Linked DNA regions of Zea mays: region 2 is linked to region 1. The links are chromatin contacts, called in public Hi-C maps. All regions are on one chromosome and are shown on one strand. The core of a region is the stretch at or near the end of the contact, and the rest is flanking DNA. Distances in the headings are between cores, read along the strand shown.

Evidence for each region. A called contact is a pair of places that touch in the nucleus more often than the background predicts.
Region 2: a contact with region 1 is called in a Hi-C map of ear, with 2.3 times the contacts expected there. The contact joins the promoter of LOC100381811 here to the promoter of LOC100382149 in region 1. A contact is called at or near these places in 2 of 25 Hi-C or Micro-C datasets (ear and tassel).

Annotation. Positions count from the first base shown.
Region 1 is chr9:140,278,012-140,280,894 of Zm-B73-REFERENCE-NAM-5.0, reverse strand. It overlaps LOC100382149 (Pentatricopeptide repeat-containing protein mitochondrial), which reads left to right and starts at 1,530. Exons shown (of 1, transcript NM_001174909.1): 1 at 1,530-2,883. The coding sequence starts at 1,555.
Region 2 is chr9:141,026,637-141,029,894 of Zm-B73-REFERENCE-NAM-5.0, reverse strand. It overlaps LOC100381811 (phytochromeB2), which reads left to right and starts at 1,326. Exons shown (of 4, transcript NM_001174606.1): 1 at 1,326-3,258. The coding sequence starts at 1,326.

The DNA of each region.
Region 1 (2,883 bases), core at 281-2,780:
GTATGTCGACATCATTACAGCAACAGCCTTCTTTTTTTTTTTTTTGCGTGGGAAGTGCGGTGCCTAACCCAGCAGCACGATGAGGATGAGGTCCAAAATCCCATTAACATCACGCAGGACGGCAGTCGGGCAGCAGCTTACGTTTGCCCCGCCGTCCGTAACCGGTCTCTGGGATAACCAGTAAGCACGGCCATGTTTCAGACCCTAAAACCATTTTAGGTCTTGTTCGATTTTCCCAATACACATGTATTGAATAGGATTAGAAAAAATTCTTAAGAAGTTTGACTTGTTTGGGATTTAAACCCATCCAATCTTACTCAATCCACATGAATTGAGAGCTAACCGAACAATCCCTTAAGATACCCTGGTAAGGATTCATTTCCAAGATGTTTCTATTAACTTTAATGTAAAAAAACTTGTAATACTATTACTATATAATTTTAGGAGCCATCTCGATATATAATAAATGGTCGTAGGCCTTCAGAAAAGTCTGCACCTCCAAAAATCATTCAGGGAAGCAGGCCGCCTAACATAGTGGTGAAATTAGAGCGAATAAAAGAAGGACGCATATGCCTTAAAAGTTGCATAGTAGTATTTTTTAGGTGAAAATTGATCTAACAGGTTTTGTAAGTTTTCGTGGGTGTATGTACATCCACGGTGTTCTACCTAGCTGCGCACCTGTGCCCTGGTCAAACATGACCGTCTCTGAAAATCATCAGTTAGTAAAAGACGATCGTTTTAGGACACACATCTCTGTAAAATCAACTCTTGAAGACAAACATTTTAAGACATCCGTATCAACTATTCACTATACAGAGGCATACATTTTAAGTGTCATTCTATATGATTAGATGTAATGAGGCAGATTTTGAGTGTTGATATAGTTAATACCAAAGTTGCTGATCCAATCTATGTTTTTTTGTTAATATTATTTAATGTCTCAATATTTATTTTAGATTGACATTTTTTGAGATTCGTTTTAAATTTTTATGCCAAAAAAATGCATTACTTGCCAAGATTTAAACTTTGTAGTCAATTTTTTTGTTTGACTTTTTTAGTAGGTTAAATACTTAATACAATATTACATAACGTTTATACACAAGGTCGAATCCTATATATACTCACAGGCAATTTATTGGTGTATCGGCAAGGTAAGGTAAGGTGACGTAATCTGATATAGAATCCTAACCTGTTCAGGAGGTCATTTAACTTTGAGAGTTTTTCAGTTTTAAAATTCAAGAACGAAATATAAACTACGACGATATAGTTAGGAGATAAAATGGTTTTTTTATTTACATTCCATGCTGATGAAAATCTCTGCAAATTTGCTGGAATTTGGCCTGTTAAGGGCCCACAAGTTCCCAGTTGTTCGGGCCAATTAGATCGGGTCATGACAGCGGGCCAAGCTACCCAGTACCCACCAACCCCATGTAGTTCGGTTGTAACCCGTTACCCATCCGGCAGCCCACGTAGGCACGTAGCCTGCAACCTGCTTTGAGCCGCTCGCTCTCCCGCCGGCAAGTCCGCCGCCGCAGCGCGCTGAGCCAGCTGATCATGCTCACGGTGTCCATTCTGGACGCTCAACTCTCCCGCTGCTGCTCCGCGCGCCATCTCCTTCAAATCCACGCGCAGTTCCTCGCGTCGGGCCTCCTTGCTGACGCCTACGCCGCCAGCCGTCTCCTCCTCTTCACCACCTCCGCGACCGCCGCGCGTCTCCTGCCGCATCCGCTCCACCACTCCCTCCAACTCTTCGGGCTCGTGCGCAGCCCCAATGCCTTCACCTGCAACACTCTCCTCAAGGCGGCTCTGCGCCAGGGCTTTCCCCACCTCTGCTTCCCGCTCTACGCCTCCATGCCCGCGGCGCCCGACACCTACACGCACCCGCTCCTCGCCGCCGCCTGTGCCGCCAGAGGGGACGTGAGGGAAGGCCTGCAGGTCCACTCCCACTCCGTCAAGCACGGATTCAGCGACAACCTGTACCTCAGGAATGCGCTGATGCACATGTACTCTGCGTGCGGCTGCGTCGCGAGCGCGCGCAGGGTGTTCGACGCGGGACCCGTGTGGGACGCCGTTTCTTGGAACACGATCCTCGCCACGTACGTGCGGGACGGGGACGTCGAGCAGGCTGTCAAGGTGTTTACGAGGATGCCAGAGAGGAGCGCCGCGGCAGTGAGCGCGATGGTGGCGTTGTTCGCGAGGAGAGGGATGGTAGAGGAGGCGAGGGGGGTGTTTGACGGAGCGGAGCATAGGGATGCGTTCACGTGGACAGCTATGGTCTCTTGCTTCGAGCGGAATGATCTGTTCATGGAAGCACTAGCTGTATTTTCAGATATGCGTGAAGAGGGGTGGCCTGTGGACGAGGCAGTGATGGTCAGTGTGGTCGCTGCTTGCGCTAAGTCAGGGGTGATTCAGAACGGTGAGGTGTGCCATGGGCTGGTTGTCAGAGCAGGCCTTGGTTCTCGGGTGAATGTCCAGAATGTGCTGATCCACATGTACTCAAGTTGTCAGGATGTTGTTGCAGCACGGAGATTGTTTGATAATGGTGAGAGTCTGGACCACTTCTCCTGGAACTCGATGATTTCTGGCTATCTAAAGAATGGCCGTGTCGAAGATGCAAAAGCGTTATTTGATGTGATGCCTGACAAGGACAACGTTTCCTGGAGTGCAATGATAGCTGGTTGTGTGCACAATAACCAGTCATCTGAGGCACTTAATGTTTTTGACAGCATGAGAGCCCATGAAATCAAACCAGATGATGTTACGCTCGTGAGTGTCATCTCTGCATGTAGTAATTTGTCTGCTCTGGAGCAAGGAAAGTTAGTGCATGAGTACATTAGGAAATACCAATATAACATCACTATCGTACTTGGGACTAGCCTCATT
Region 2 (3,258 bases), core at 77-2,576, 750 kb before region 1:
GGAGAAATGATTAAAGAAAGATATATTGTGTCCGTCTAGCAGGCTGCACGCGGCAGGATTTACATTCTAGTTCCTAATAATCTAATTAGAATTACTAATAGATCATACACGGAAAGTTAGGGCCCCAAATAAATGGGGGGCCTGTTCAGCCAAACAGGATGCACCGGCTTGTGCACGGGCCTGATGGTTGTCAACTCTACACCGATATTCCTATTCACCTAGCCAACTAAGCATATATATCTTTGTATTTTATATTCGACACTTAGAAAATATTTTGAAGCACACCGATTTTAAAAAAAACCAAATTCTGTCTCCCGTTTTTTAGAAACTGATTTATGAAAATAAGTTTGGTGGAGATGTTTGAAACTCAATTTCTAAGAAATCGGTTTCTAGTTTTTTCTATACACAATTATCAACATATCTTTTCTCTATTTTTATAAGTGGTGTCAATAGATGTAAATTCTATGAAATCAATGAGAGCGTGATGCAATTAAACAAACACAAGCTAGTTTTAGTTAGAGGAGAGTAGCTTCTTGGTTTTTAAGAACTTGAGAATTTATTTTCTATAAATCAGTTTTTTTAAAATTATGTGCTTCCAAACAACACCATAAATATAAATAGAAATCATAGCAACGTACTAGCAATAAGTAGAAACTATAGTAACCTACAAACACTTTACTATTTAACTTATAGCAAATGTAAATGGATTTATACACGGGAACGGAGGAGTACCCGACGCAAGACTGGTCATTGGATCTTTAAAAAAAAGAAGAATAAATAAAGAAAAAGGAAGCACAATCCCCGTCTTCAGCGGTTAGCTACAAGCCTACAAAGGCGAAAGTATCCGCATCCACTTCAGGCCCCAGCGCGAGCGCAATCCATTCCAGACCTGAACCCCTGCCGAGCCCCGATCCCCTAGTACCATCCCCATCACAGCCATCGTCATCGGCGCATCGCCTCGCGCGCAATATCCTTGGCTCCACGCCCCCCACTTTACATCCCCACTTCTTTATTGGAACAATTGGATCTATACCATTAAAAGATCCAAACTTTAGATATATACCATGGACCCCACGTGTTATTAACTCATGTGGACCCACATGTAAGTGAGATAGTAATGGTATAGATCTAAATTGGTGATCTTTTAATGGTATGGATCCAAATTTTTCTTCTTTATTTTATCCTCGTGAATCAATGAGCGCAGCGAGGAACGGTGAAGCAAAGCTAAGGTATCGGACGAACACATAGGGGGCGAGCGAGCCGACTGACGAGCACAAGACCGGCGGACGGGGCCGCCTAATCCAGTGAGAGCTCCCCCAAGCGCCATGGCGTCGGACAGTCGCCCCCCCAAGCGCTCCCCCTCCGCGCGACGCGTGGCGCCGCGTCACGCGCACCACCACCACTCGCAGTCGTCGGGCGGGAGCACGTCCCGCGCAGGCGCGGGAGGAGGTGGCGGGGGCGCTGCGGCCACGGAGTCGGTCTCCAAGGCCGTCGCTCAGTACAACCTAGACGCGCGGCTCCACGCGGTGTTCGAGCAGTCGGGCGCGTCGGGCCGCAGCTTCGACTACTCCCAGTCGCTGCGCGCGCCGCCCACGCCGTCCTCCGAGCAGCAGATCGCCGCCTACCTCTCACGCATCCAGCGCGGCGGCCACATCCAGCCCTTGGGCTGCACGCTCGCCGTCGCCGACGACTCCTCCTTCCGCCTCCTCGCCTTCTCTGAGAACGCCGCCGACCTGCTCGACCTGTCGCCGCACCACTCCGTTCCCTCGCTCGACTCCGTGGCGCTGCCCCCTGTTTCCCTTGGTGCCGACGCACGCCTCTACTTCTCCCCCTCGTCCGCGGTCCTGCTGGAGCGCGCCTTCGCCGCGCGCGAGATATCGCTGCTCAACCCGCTATGGATCCACTCCAGGGCCTCCTCCAAGCCGTTCTACGCCATCCTCCACCGCATCGACGTCGGCGTCGTCATCGACCTCGAGCCCGCACGCACCGAGGACCCCGCTCTCTCCATCGCCGGCGCAGTCCAGTCCCAGAAACTCGCGGTCCGCGCCATCTCCCGCCTCCAGGCGCTACCCGGCGGGGACGTCAAGCTCCTATGCGACACAGTCGTGGAGCATGTTCGCGAGCTCACTGGTTACGACCGTGTCATGGTGTACAAGTTCCATGAAGACGAGCACGGGGAAGTTGTCGCAGAGAGCCGGCGCGATAACCTTGAGCCTTACCTCGGATTGCATTATCCCGCCACAGATATCCCCCAGGCGTCGCGGTTCCTGTTCCAGCAGAACCGCGTGCGAATGATCGCAGACTGCCATGCCATCCCGGTGAGAGTCATACAAGATCCTGGGCTGTCGCAGCAGCTGTGTTTGGTAGGCTCCACGCTACGCGCTCCGCACGGGTGCCATGCACAGTACATGGCGAACATGGGGTCAATTGCGTCGCTTGTTATGGCAGTCATCATTAGCAGTGGTGGTGACGACGAGCGAACAGGTCGGGGTGCCATCTCCTCATCAATGAAGTTGTGGGGGTTAGTGGTGTGCCACCATACATCACCACGGTGTATCCCTTTTCCATTGAGGTATGCTTGCGAGTTTCTCATGCAGGCATTTGGGCTGCAGCTCAACATGGAGTTGCAGCTTGCGCACCAGCTGTCAGAGAAGCACATTTTGCGAACTCAGACGCTATTGTGTGACATGCTACTGCGAGATTCACCAGCTGGCATCATCACGCAGAGCCCCAGCGTCATGGACCTTGTGAAGTGCGATGGGGCTGCACTGTATTATCGTGGGAAGTACTACCCATTGGGTGTCACTCCCACCGAGTCTCAGATTAAGGATATTATCGAGTGGTTGACGGTGTGTCATGGGGACTCAACAGGGCTCAGCACAGATAGCCTTGCTGATGCAGGCTACCTTGGTGCTGTTGCATTAGGGGATGCTGTGTGTGGAATGGCGGTGGCTTATATAACACCAAGTGATTACTTGTTTTGGTTTAGGTCACACACAGCTAAAGAGATCAAATGGGGTGGCGCAAAACATCACCCTGAGGATAAGGATGATGGTCAGAGGATGCACCCACGGTCATCATTCAAGGCATTTCTTGAAGTGGTTAAAAGCAGAAGCCTGTCCTGGGAGAATGCAGAAATGGACGCAATACATTCCTTGCAGCTCATATTGCGTGACTCCTTCAGAGATGCTGCAGAGGGCACTAGCAACTCAAAAGCCATTGTCAATGGACAACGTCAACTTGGGGAGCTAGAATTGC